Regions from separate parts of the Sus scrofa genome. Here region 1 is linked to region 2. The links are chromatin contacts, called in public HiChIP or PLAC-seq maps. All regions are on one chromosome and are shown on one strand. The core of a region is the stretch at or near the end of the contact, and the rest is flanking DNA. Distances in the headings are between cores, read along the strand shown.

Region 1 (5,490 bases), core at 1,399-3,898, 45 kb before region 2:
ATTCATGGGGCTCACGGTTCTATGCCCTTCCATCGCAAAGGCAGGAAAGCCATGCTGGGAGCTCGACCCTCCTTGGTCCCTGGGCCAGGCCCTTTCCTCTCTGGGCCTCAGTTTCCCAGCAAGTTCCCGAGGGCCTCACCCTGGTTGAACAGGTCGATGAAGCCCAGAGCTTCAAGCTACAAGTGCCCTCATCCTGGTGAAAAAGTTGGCCCCAGCTAGGCGAGCGCCCAGCTCCGGGGCTGAGGACAGAGAAGAAAGGGGTCAGGGGATACCCGAGAGGCTGCGCTCCAGACCTAAGGCTCCTGACCCCGCCCATCTCTGGCCCCGCCTATTTGGGCCACGCCCACTTCTCCCGCGGTCACTGCCCACACCTCGGTTCTTAGCTACTGAGTGTGCGCTGTAACTTTCCTCTTCCGGTCGATGATGCAGGAGGACCTGGGTAGGACCGTTCAGTGCTCTGCAGCTGGGACCGGGGGTGAGAAACAGCTGAAGCAAGGGTGGGATGAGGAGGAAGAGAATGGAGGGCGCACCCTCCTCCCTCTGCCTTCCTGGGGGGGGCAGGCGGGGGACCCAGGGGACGGACAGCAGATGCCCACCTGGAGCACGTGCAGGTGGCAAGCCCTGGGGATTGAAGCCAAGCAGGGGAGGCGCCCTCACCATCCCCTCTGCCCCCTTCCGCACCCTTCTCTGCTGTCCTCTGGGGAGCCAGGGCCACCTGGCGTGGTGGCACAGGTGCATGGCATAAACGTTGTGGGTGCCGCCCAAGATGAGGCCGTGGTGTTGTGAAAGACACATGAAATAGAAGGCCCAGGTGTTCCTGTTGTGGCTCAGTGGGTTAAGAACCCAGCTGGTATCCATGAGGATGCAGGTTCGATTCCTGGTCTTGCTCAGCGGGTTAAGGTTCTGGTGCTGCCGTGAGCTGCAGCGTAGGCCACAGATGCAGCTCAGGTCTGGCATGGCAGTGGCTGTGGTGTAGGCTGGTGGCTACAGCTCCAGTTCAACCCCTAGCCTGGGAATTTCCATGCACAGCACATGTGACCCTAAAAAGAGAAAGAAAGAAGAAAGCCGGGGGCGGGGGGGGGGGAGAAAGAGAGAGAGAGAAAGGAAGGCAAGAAGGAAGAGAAGGCCCAGCCTGAGCCCCAGCAGCCGGTTCATTTCTTGGGCCTTTGTCATCTCCAATGTGTCATTCAGAGTGGCCCTGGCAGGCACCAGCGGTCTCTGTCGGTGACAGAGGTTCAGTGGAGAGGGAGGCAGCCTCTTGCTGAAGGCAGCCACTGAGACCCTGCAGCAGCAGCTTACGGGCTCATGGGGGCGCCGTAAACCCTAGGTCTGGCCCTAAACCCTCAGCCTGGCCCTGCCCACCTGCCTTGTCAGCTCTCACACCTCCAAGCCCCGCGCTGGCCTCACCTTCAACCTTGAGCCTGCTGCCCGGTCTCTGGAAGCTCCTTCTTTCCTCTCTTCACCTGGTTAATTCATACTCACCTCCCCTTTTTTTTCTTTTTCGGCCTCCCTGTGGCATAGAAGTTCCTGGGCCAGGGATCAGATTTGGATCCTTTAACCCATGGTGCCAGGCCTGTGTCCTGAACCTGTGTCCTGTTGCCGCAGAGGCATCACCGATCCCATTGCGCACAGTGGGAATTCCTAGACTCACCCTTTGAGGCTTGGCTGAGATCCCGCCTCCTTCAGGAAGCCTTCCCTGACTGCCCCTGGCCAAGTTATATCCTTGCCCTCACCTCTGCATTTAGCCTCCTGGTTTGTGGCTGTTGGGTCCATCCTCTGTCTCTTGCAATAAGCTGAGGACAGCGCCTTGGTTCGATTCCCCATTCTCTCACCCGAGCTGGCCAGAGCTCGGCTCAGAGAGACGCTGGGCCAGTGTCCATTGAAGGCAGGTGTAAACAGTGGTTGGGTAAACACAGCCGGTGGGGCTGACCTGAGGCAACCCCAGGGTCTAGAGAACACAGAGGAGGGCCCATCTCAGCCTGGGATCAGGAAGGTCTTCCTGGAGGAGGTGGCATCAATCGGGATTTCTCTAAACTGAAAATGGAGAAATGGGCATTGCAGGCAGAGGAATGCCCCCTGAGGAAGGAGCTGACGAGGATGTGGTCAAGGTTACTGCCCACTTGGCACCAGATGGCTGTGACCCCTGGCTTGGCTGGCACAGGCATGGAGGCGAAGCTGGGTTTCTGCAGCTCCCCTGGGGCCGGAAGCAGTGCTGGGTCAGGTAGACCCCGGCCATCTCATTGCCATGGGTGCCCGGGGTCACTGCCACTTGGCGCAGGGCCTCTCAGGGCACCAGCAGCGAGCCCATCATGGTGTGAGGTGACGCCACTGGTGGGTGGGCCTGCAACCTCGGAGAGAGCTGGGCTGGCAGTGGTGAGCTGCCTGAGGCTGGAGGAGCCCAGGCCAGGCAGGGTGGCTGGATGTCAGCTCGGCTTTGTCCCCCCTGCCCCTCAGTGGCCCAGGTGCCAGCTTGGTCCCTCCTGCAGCCCCTCTGTTAGCATCCTTCCCTCGCGGGTGAGCACTGCCCACCCCCATCTTAGGAAACCACTTCCCTGCTCCCTTTGGAGAGAAGGAGTTTCTTTCTCCAAGTTTAGAAAAGGGGCCCAGACTTGGGGAGACGGATGGCACTCCCTTAGCAGAGGGCCGTGCTCCTGTTTTACAGATGCGGATGCGGGCGCGGCTGCGGAGCGGGCAGTGTCACGGGAGCTGGCTGTGGAGTGTCGGGTTCCAGGCGACTCCGGCTCCCTCCGGCCCATCCCTTGTGCTCCTCTGAGCTGGTGCTGGGGCCTTAGGGAGGGGCCGTAGGGTCTCAGCTTCCTGGGCTGAGCTGGGCATCTCCCAGACTGATGGGTATTTATGGGCCAGGAGATCCCAGGGCAGGAAGTGTTTGTGCTGAGTTGGTGGAGAGGAGGGGACGGGCGGGATAGGGGTGGGGGGGACTGAAATCCACCCAGAGGAGCTGCTGGGGTCCCTGCTGGTTCTACCTCACACAGCTGTCATAGGCCAGCGAGTCCAGGTCTTGCAGCCAGGCTCCCGCCCTTGCCCTTGGCCCCTCCTCTGGGAATCAGAACATCCGCACCTCTGGGGGGGGGGGGCGCTTCCCTGGGGAGATGCGCATGGCCTTGGGAAATTACTTGCAGTGACTCTTTAAAGCTTCAGATGGGAGTTCCCACTGTGGCTCAACGGGATCCGTGGCATCTCTGCAGCACCAAGATGTAGGTTCGATCCCCAGCCCAGCACAGCGGGTTGCATGATCCGATGAGGGCGGCAACTGCAGCTCAGATCTGATCCTTGGCCTGGAAACTCCATACGCCAAGGAGCAGCCAAAAAAGGATCCCTGGCCTGAGAATGCCATACGCCTGGGGGCAGCCAAAAATGGAAAAAAGGGGGGGCTCCTAACCCCCACTGGCTCTGACAGCCCTCCCTGACAGGCTGTGTGACTTGGGGAGAGTCAGTGGCCCTCTCTGGGCCTTGACTCCTGCCTGTGAAATGGGGGCGAGGCTCCCTCCTGGGCCCAGGGAGCCGTGAGAAGCGAGGGGCAAAGGGTGGGGCAAGCTTGGAGAACAGGCATGCGCAGAGCAGACCCTGGTGTGACCGAGGGTGGCGGCGTCCTGAGTACCACGGGGTCCAACTTCTTCACTGCAGGTGGGGAAACCGAGGCCCGGGAGGGCCAGGACCTGGACCAACCCATCTAATTGGAAGGCTTGTCTCGGGAGAGCCGCGTGAGCTGGGAGCCAGACCCAGGGTCTCTGGAGTGGCTTTGGGACCCTCTGTCCGGTGGTCCACCGTCCTGACCAATTGACTCCCCCTCCTGCTGGCCCCTCCCAGCGCCCTCATCACATCGCCTGTTCCTCCGTGCACCCCGGAACCACCCTGCCCCTCCTCCCTGCTGGCCTGGTGTCCTAGGGTCGGGGTGGGAGGAGGACTTACCCATATTGTTATTTTTCTTAAAGGCCCACTCTGGACAGTGGAACCAGCACCTATGGCTGAAGCGGTGCCCTGAGCCCTGAGAGACCCCAGGACTACCCCCGAGCCTCAGGGCAGCAGTGTGCCATGATTGCTGGATGGGAAGAAGCTGCTGTCACAAACCTTGGGGCTGTGACAGAGCCCTGGGAAGCTCTGGGAGATGTGTGGCCAGGGGGAACTGCAGCCAGGGCCTCGGCCCAATGCTGGCTCAGTGCGCATGAGCGTCTGGACCCCACTGTGTCTCGGGGTGGGAGCCCCTGGCCCCAGACACAAATGATCCCATCTGACACGCTCACCAACTGTAAGAAGTAGGTGGGAACCTCATTCTGCAAGACACGGAGACAGAGGCTCAGAGAATTTAAGGGGCTTTGCCCGAAGGCACACAGTCACAATATGCCAGTGGAGCGATGCAAGCCCAAGCTTTTCGGTGGTGGAGCACCCACAGGGATGCGTAGGGCGCTGGGTGAGCCAGCTGAGGGCAAGACCACACACACAAGCTCGTTTCGTCCTCACCAGATCCCTGCGAAGCTGGTTCTGACAACCCGAGTCCACACAGCCCGTATGTGGCAGAGCCAGGCCACAAACCCAAATTTGCCCTTGACCTCGGCACCGGTGGCCTGGGGTGGGAGAGGGGCAAGGTACACAGGCCCAAGCGAGAGTGGAGGAAAGGCCATCAGGACTGCAGTGTCATTTGGGGATGGCCCTCCCACCCTAGTGTCCCCCAGAGCCACTCTTCCTTGGAGGCTCGCTGAGCCACAAAAGCTGATGACCAGGAGGGCGAAGGGAGGGAACAAGATTGGTGTGGCGAGGGCAAAGAAGTCCCCAAAGAGTCTTTGAGGAGCTTTATGTTCTTTTCTTTCGTCACTGTACCCATTGCCCAGACTGTGGCCAGGAGACCCTGTGATCTCCCCAATCCCTCTGGCTCTCTCTTTTCAGTCCAATAGTTATTTTAAGGAATCAGCTTCCCAGGACAGAGGTGAGGAGATAGCAGTCTCTCTGACCCACGCTCACTGGTCACTCAGCTTCTACCTGGGCCACCTGCCCATCCATCTGTGTACACAGCCACCCAGCAGTTATCCATTGTGTCATTCATTCAGCCATTCAGCCGCTCAGTTGCCCTTTTTTTTTAATTTTTTTAAAAAATTTTATTTTTCTCACTTGCCCTTCTACCCACTCATTGTCTTATCCATCCATCCATCCATCCAACATCCTTTCATCCATCCACCCACCCTTCCATCCATCCACCCACCCTCATATCTCCACCACCCTTCCACCCACCCACCCTTCCATCCACCCACCCTTCCATCCATGCATCCTCCATCCATCCATCCATCCACCCATCCATCCATCCCCATCCATCCATCCATCCACCCACCCACCCTTCCATCCATCCACCCACCCACCCTTCCATCCATCCACCCACCCACCCTTCCATCCATCCACCCACCCACCCTTCCATCCATCCACCCACCCACCCTTCCATCCATCCATCCCATCCCATCCATCCATCCCACCCACCCTTCC
Region 2 (5,848 bases), core at 3,095-5,594:
TGCCCCTGCCCCTCTGGGAATTGGTGATACCATGTCCTGCCTTTGACTCTCCGCAGGCTCCCTCACCATCCCAATTCCCCGTGCTAAATATCCTTTACTCAAAAGACATAGATCGGTTCTGCTCTCACACTAAACCCTGGCTGATACATCTCCTTGTTTCCAGAAGGGGGTTTTGGTGACTTAACCAGTCTCAGGGAGCCTTGAGACTGCCTGTGAGGCTGGCCCAGCGGAGACCCAGGCAGACGCGGCCCAGGTGCCCTGCACGGCTGAGAACCGAGCAAGGCCAGCGCCGCCTCCTGCTCCATCCTGGCTGCAAAAGCCCCCACGGTCACACCCTCCTCACTACTGTCAAATGAGCTTCTCTACCATAGGATCCATTTTTTTTCTCACTATGAGAAGATTAGATGTTTCTTGCAGAAAAGCCGACGGGAGAGAGATACTGCTCGTGACTTGAACGCCCTGAAACAGCTCTGGGGACATGTGAAGGGTCATCCCCGCAGCGCGTCCAAAAGAGCACACGGGGTGAACAGCTCATTCACCGGCTCCCTGGGCTTGAGGCAAATCGTTACCTTTTTTTGTTTTGTTTTGTCTTTTCAGGGCCGCACCTGCAGCATACGGAGGTTCCCAGGCTAGGGGTCGAATCGGAGCGGTAGCCACCGGCCTGCGCCAGAGCCACAGCCACGTCAGATCTGAGCCATGTCCACAGCTCACGGCAACGCCAGATCCTGAACCCACTGGGCGAGGCCAGGGATTGAACCTGCGTCCTCATGGATACTAGTCAGATTCGTTTCCGCTGCGCCGCGCCGGGATCACCCGAAATCGTTACCATTTTCGAAACTGAAAACGGCAGGATGATAATCCGCACTAGCTGTGGTCGGGTGGGGGCAGGCGGTCTCTGAGCTGGGCTGTGCCAAAGACCCTGCCCAGCCCTGGCACAGCAGGTGTCCAGGGGACGGCAGATGCTGCTTTCGGCTGAGACACGCAACCCCTACCCAGCTCCTAAGGCAGGGCTTGGGGCACCTCGGAAACGCTGCAGGCTGCGGACTCGGGTCTCTCTGGGCTAGAATCCCCATCTGTCTCTCTGCTGTGTGGCCCTGGCTCGGCCACTGCCCCTCTCTGAGCCTCTTGTCTCCTCTATTAAACTTGGACCATAATTTCATGCAAATTTGTGTCAAGTGCTTGGCACAGTGCTCTGTATGCAGTAGGTACTTCGTAAAGCTTTGCTAAGTGAGCACATGAATGAATGCCGACTGTGTCCGGGCATTGTGCCCTGGTGGCCTCTGACTGCACCCCAGGGTCACACTGGCATGAGGGTGGCTGCTGGGTGGAGACAGGTGGTCCTGTCTTCATGGCTGAGAGGGTCAAGGAAGGTGGGGCAGCCCAGGAACAAGGCCTGGGATGGCCACTCCCTTGGGAGGGCAGGGGAAGGGGGAGAAACGCCTTCGTACCTACTGAGTGCCTACTGCATACCAGGTGCTTCCAGATGTGCTCTTAGGTCACCTCACAGGGCTGCTGGAAGTAGGTCAACACCAATGCGGGGGGGAACACGGGCCCAGAGAGGGACCGTGACTGGCTCAGTGTCACCTGGCAGGAGGGTTAAGGAGCCTGGTTTGAGTCTATATCAGCAGGTGACGTGGTAAGATGCCCTTGGGCGGGTCTGAGGCCCTGGGAGCCAGGCTCACCAGGTGAGGGAGGGGATGGATGGATGGATGGACAGACGGACAGATAAAGCTGTAGATCCGACCAGCCCTCCCTCCCCCACCTCTCTGCTGGAAGAGGGAGGCCAAAGTTTAAAATCTTTTTTTTTTCGGTTTTCACTTTTTAGGGCCACATGTGTGACATACAGAAGTTCCCAGGCTGGGGGTCAAATCAGAGCTGTAGCGGCCAGCCTGCACCACCGCCAGAGCCACAGCAGATCGGAGCCACGTCTGTAAAGAACACCACAGCTCACAGCAATGCTGGATCCTTAACCCACTGAGCAAGGCCAGGGATCGAACCCATGTCCTCACGGATACTAGTCAGCTCTCCTACCGCTGAGCCGCAGCAGGAACTCCAAAGGTGAGAATATTGAGGATCTTTTTATCGATTTCTCCAGGCTAAAACCCAGAGGGGCCGCAGAAGGGCAGGGCCTGGCTGGGCAAACGTGCCCCCTCCTCTAACCCCTGCTCTCTGCCCAACACAGGCCCCACCGCCCCACCTGGGTCCTCAGCAGTGCCTGGCACCCCCACAGCCAGTGTAAGAGTATCTCCACACTTCCCGAGCTCTCTGGGACAGGATAGAACCCCAGGTCCCTGAGCTATGAGGACCAGAGAGGGGAGAGCAGGCCCCTATTCCCCCCCAAGGGCAGAGCCCCCTCAGGCTGGGGGAGCTTCACTCCCAGGCCAGGGTAGGACCCCTGTGCCAGGAGGACAGGCCTCTTCGGGGGCTTCCCAGGCTGTTCCTGAATTTGTGGCAAGTCCAGAGATAAATCTTCCAAGAGGGATCCCCGTCAGAAAGGGCCCCTCAGGACCCTGCAATACCCCTCCCACCCACCAGGACCTCGGCTTTGCTGTGTGGCCTTAGGTCAGCAGCTGCCCCTCTCTGGGCCCGGTTGTTGGTTGACAGCTGCCAGGCTCAGCTCCAGCCCAGCCCCGCCTGACGCCAGCTCTGCCTCTGCCTGGCTCAGCTCCAGAGAGCAGGGCAGGGCTGTCACATGTCAGGCCACGTGACAGAAGGCGGCTGGGGGCTCCATCCCACACAGAGGACGGGGCCTCTGCAGCCCCTCACCCCTGTCCCAACTGGCTGACATCTCCAGGGGCTACCGGAGCAGATGTGGGCCAGGAGGGCTCTCCTGCCCTCCCAGGTAGGCGAGGGCAGCGGGGAGGGCGGGGGCAGCAAGGAGCATCTCCCAGGTGCCCGGCTGGCCCAGAGGAGACTCGGGGCACCAAGGTGGAAGGGCGGCCCAGGGCACCAGGCACGCAGCGCTGGCACAAAGGATAGGCCTGTCCTCACACCTGTAACCTAATCGCCTGCCTGTCTGACACCAGCACCTGCCCAGGGATCATCCCCCTTTTGTGCTCTGACAGGTGTGCCCAGGCTGGGGCCGGGAAGGCAGAGGATCAGACACACAGAAACCTCCATGGCGACACTTATCACAACAGCTGACCTAGAAGACAGAGGGCGGAGCTCGTCCCCAGGAGGTGGGAGGGGACATCTGGGGATGCACACAGCCCCCACCCTGAGTGACAGCCTTCCCATGCGGGTCCCAGCCTGCTGCTCATGCCCTGTGTGATCAAGTGCTGTTCTCTCTCCGGACCTCTGTTTGCTCGCTGTAAGACGTCAGGTTGCAGGGGTGACAGGCACTACGACTCGTGCTAGATGAGGCAGTGCTGATGGACACAGCCACGCAGAGGGCAGGGGACGAAGCCTGTGGCGGCCTGGCCCTAAGATCATACCTCTGGACTCCAGCTGCCTTTATTTTTCTTGGGTTTGTTTTTTAAAAAGTTTTATGGTCACACCCGCAGCACATGAAAGTTCCGAGCCAGGGATTCAATCCGAGCCACAGCTGCAACCTATGCTACAGCTCCAGCAAATGCCAGGTCTTTAACCCACTGCGCTGGGCTGGATATTGAACCTGCACTTCCGTAGTGACCCAAGGCGCTGCAGTTGGATTCTTTTTTTTTTTTTTTTTTTTTTCTTTTAGGGCCACACCTGCAGCTTATGGAAGTTCCCAGGCTAGGGGTCGAAATCGAGCTGCAGCTGCCGCCTATACACGATAGCCTCAGCAACGCGGATCCTTAACCCACTGAGCGAGGCCAGGGATCAAACTTGCATCCTCGTGGATACTAGCAGGGCTCTTAACCTGCTGAGCCACAACAGGAACTCTCAGTCAGGTTCTTAAGCCACTGCACCACAGAGGGAACTCCTCCAGCCATCTTTGCATCTGACCTCTTCTTTTTGTAGATGGGAAGCCGAGGCTCGGAGGACTGGGCGTTTTGGGAGCAGGGCTTTCCCTGCTACTGCAGGCCACTGCTCCCAGCCCACATCATAAAACCCAGGCCACGTCCCCAGCCACATCATAATACCCAGGCCACTGCCCTGGGCTCTCCTCCACCTCTGGCTGGGCCTGGGACCCTTCCCATGAGCCTGGGGTGGACCCCTCAGCTCTGCATTCCCTGAAGACCTGGTGCTGGCCCTCTCTGGGCCCTGACTCCTTCTCTGTGGTCCAGGAAAGAGGCCCCTAAGAGAAGTGGTGGTGAAATCTCAGCCCGTAGGCTCCAGCCAGCCCAGAGTCAAAGTCAGGCACGAGGCCAGGGCAGCCCCGCCCAGGGGTTGGCCCAGCCACAGACATTTCATAGCGGAAGGGCAGCTGGGCAGAGCAGGGCCAAGCAGGAGGAAGGGCAGCCTGGCAGGTACTCAGGTACGGTGTTCTGCGGAGGCTGGGGAGGTAGCAAGGAGCAGTCAGGGACCTGTTGGCTCGGGGACTCTGGGCTGCTGTCAGTCCTGGCCGGCCTGGCCACTCACAGCTGTGTACAGAGACCAGCTTTGTCTTCTCGGAGATTCTCTGCCCCCGGAGAGAAAGGGGAAAGAGGGAGGACTTCCCTTTGCCCCAGCAGAGGAAGGAGGCGCAGGGGAGAGGCCCCGGAGTCCCTTCGGCCTGCCAGCACCCTTGTTTTGTCTGAGCTGGGCTGCCCTCCCTCCTCTCCCTCTGGTTAAGCACATCCTGTAAGGGAGCCGGGGGCCCCAGCTCTGGCCTCCGCTGCCCTGGGGGCTCAATCATCCGTTTGGTGACGCTTATCTCCTGGACACTCGCCCCGCGTGCCCGCTGTGCGGGTGGGGTTAAGCAGCAAGGGATTCCGAGAGATCCCGTTCCTGGGAATGGACTCTGCCAGGGTCCGGGAGGGAGGGAGGGACTAGCCGGCCGCCCGCCTTGCGGAGGGCCTGATGGATACCAGAGGAGCTCCGGTGGAGCCTCTCTGCGGTAGGGCCGGGGCTGGCTCACCTCGGGACCTCACCTCCAGCTCCCCACAGTGGAAGGGAGGGCGCTGCTGCCCAGAGTTCGGGAGACCTTGTGAAAATCCAGGTTAAGGCTACAGGGAGGGAGATCAATTAGAGGCCCTTGGGTATTGGCACCTGTGACCTCCCCTTCTGATGGCCTGGTGGCGGCGGTGGGGGGGCGGGGTCCCCTGGACCCTCAGACCACCGCATTCTCATCTGTCGCTTTGGCCAGCTCTGCATCCCTGTCCCCACCTGGGTCTCAGGTTGAGGTCCTTGCCTCCTGGTGTCCACCCCGGGTCAAGACCTCCTGGTGTTCCCACCCCAGGCCCTCCTCCCTGGGGCCCCCTGGGCTCAGCTGTCCTGTCTGAATACCCATCACTCAGAGCCGTTCACCAAGCCCTGCCACCGTGTCTTCTCCCCATGGCACCGCGCGATAGACACCATCCCCACGGCCCCACCGGGAAAAGTGAGCCACAGAGAGGCCAGGCAACCTGCCCAAGGCCTCTTGGCTAATAAACAGAGTTGCTAGGATTCGGCGCCAGGTCCTGCGACCCCTGACACTTGAGACAGGGAGTGTGCGCTTGGCAGGCCTGTGGTATAAGTGGGGAGACCGAGGCTGAGACACCGAGAGAGCAGGCAGGGCGGGGGCTGGGAGAAGAGCCGGGGCCAGTGCCTTTAGGTAGCTCATCAGTGGGACTGGCCAGGGCGCAGGGGTGGGGCTCGGGCCCCGATACCCAATGATGTTTGGAGCCGGTTCATCTGAGTGCCCACCCTGTCTGTCACCTCCTCAATGCCACACGACCTGGACCTCAGCTTCCTTCAGGGGGAACCATCAGAATGCCATGCTGCACCTACCTTGGGCACCCACGCT

What was found. HiChIP or PLAC-seq counts read pairs in DNA pulled down with a chosen protein or histone mark.
Region 1: a contact with region 2 is called in an H3K27ac HiChIP or PLAC-seq map of alveolar macrophages. The contact joins the promoter of ACY3 here to the promoter of ALDH3B1 in region 2. A contact is called at or near these places in 4 of 5 promoter capture datasets (fetal liver, fetal skeletal muscle and liver), 21 of 47 Hi-C or Micro-C datasets (alveolar macrophages, blood, brain and 12 more) and 1 of 2 datasets of contacts at active chromatin or transcription factors (alveolar macrophages).

The regions. Positions count from the first base shown.
Region 1 is chr2:4,929,994-4,935,483 of Sscrofa11.1, reverse strand. ACY3 (N-acyl-aromatic-L-amino acid amidohydrolase (carboxylate-forming)) reads right to left here and starts at 2,648. Exons shown (of 9, transcript XM_021083255.1): 1 at 2,212-2,648; 2 at 1,989-2,209; 3 at 1,090-1,323; 4 at 348-486; 5 at 175-239; 6 at 140-173. The coding sequence starts at 2,311.
Region 2 is chr2:4,886,041-4,891,888 of Sscrofa11.1, reverse strand. ALDH3B1 (aldehyde dehydrogenase 3 family member B1) reads left to right here and starts at 4,344. Exons shown (of 9, transcript NM_001315593.1): 1 at 4,344-4,399.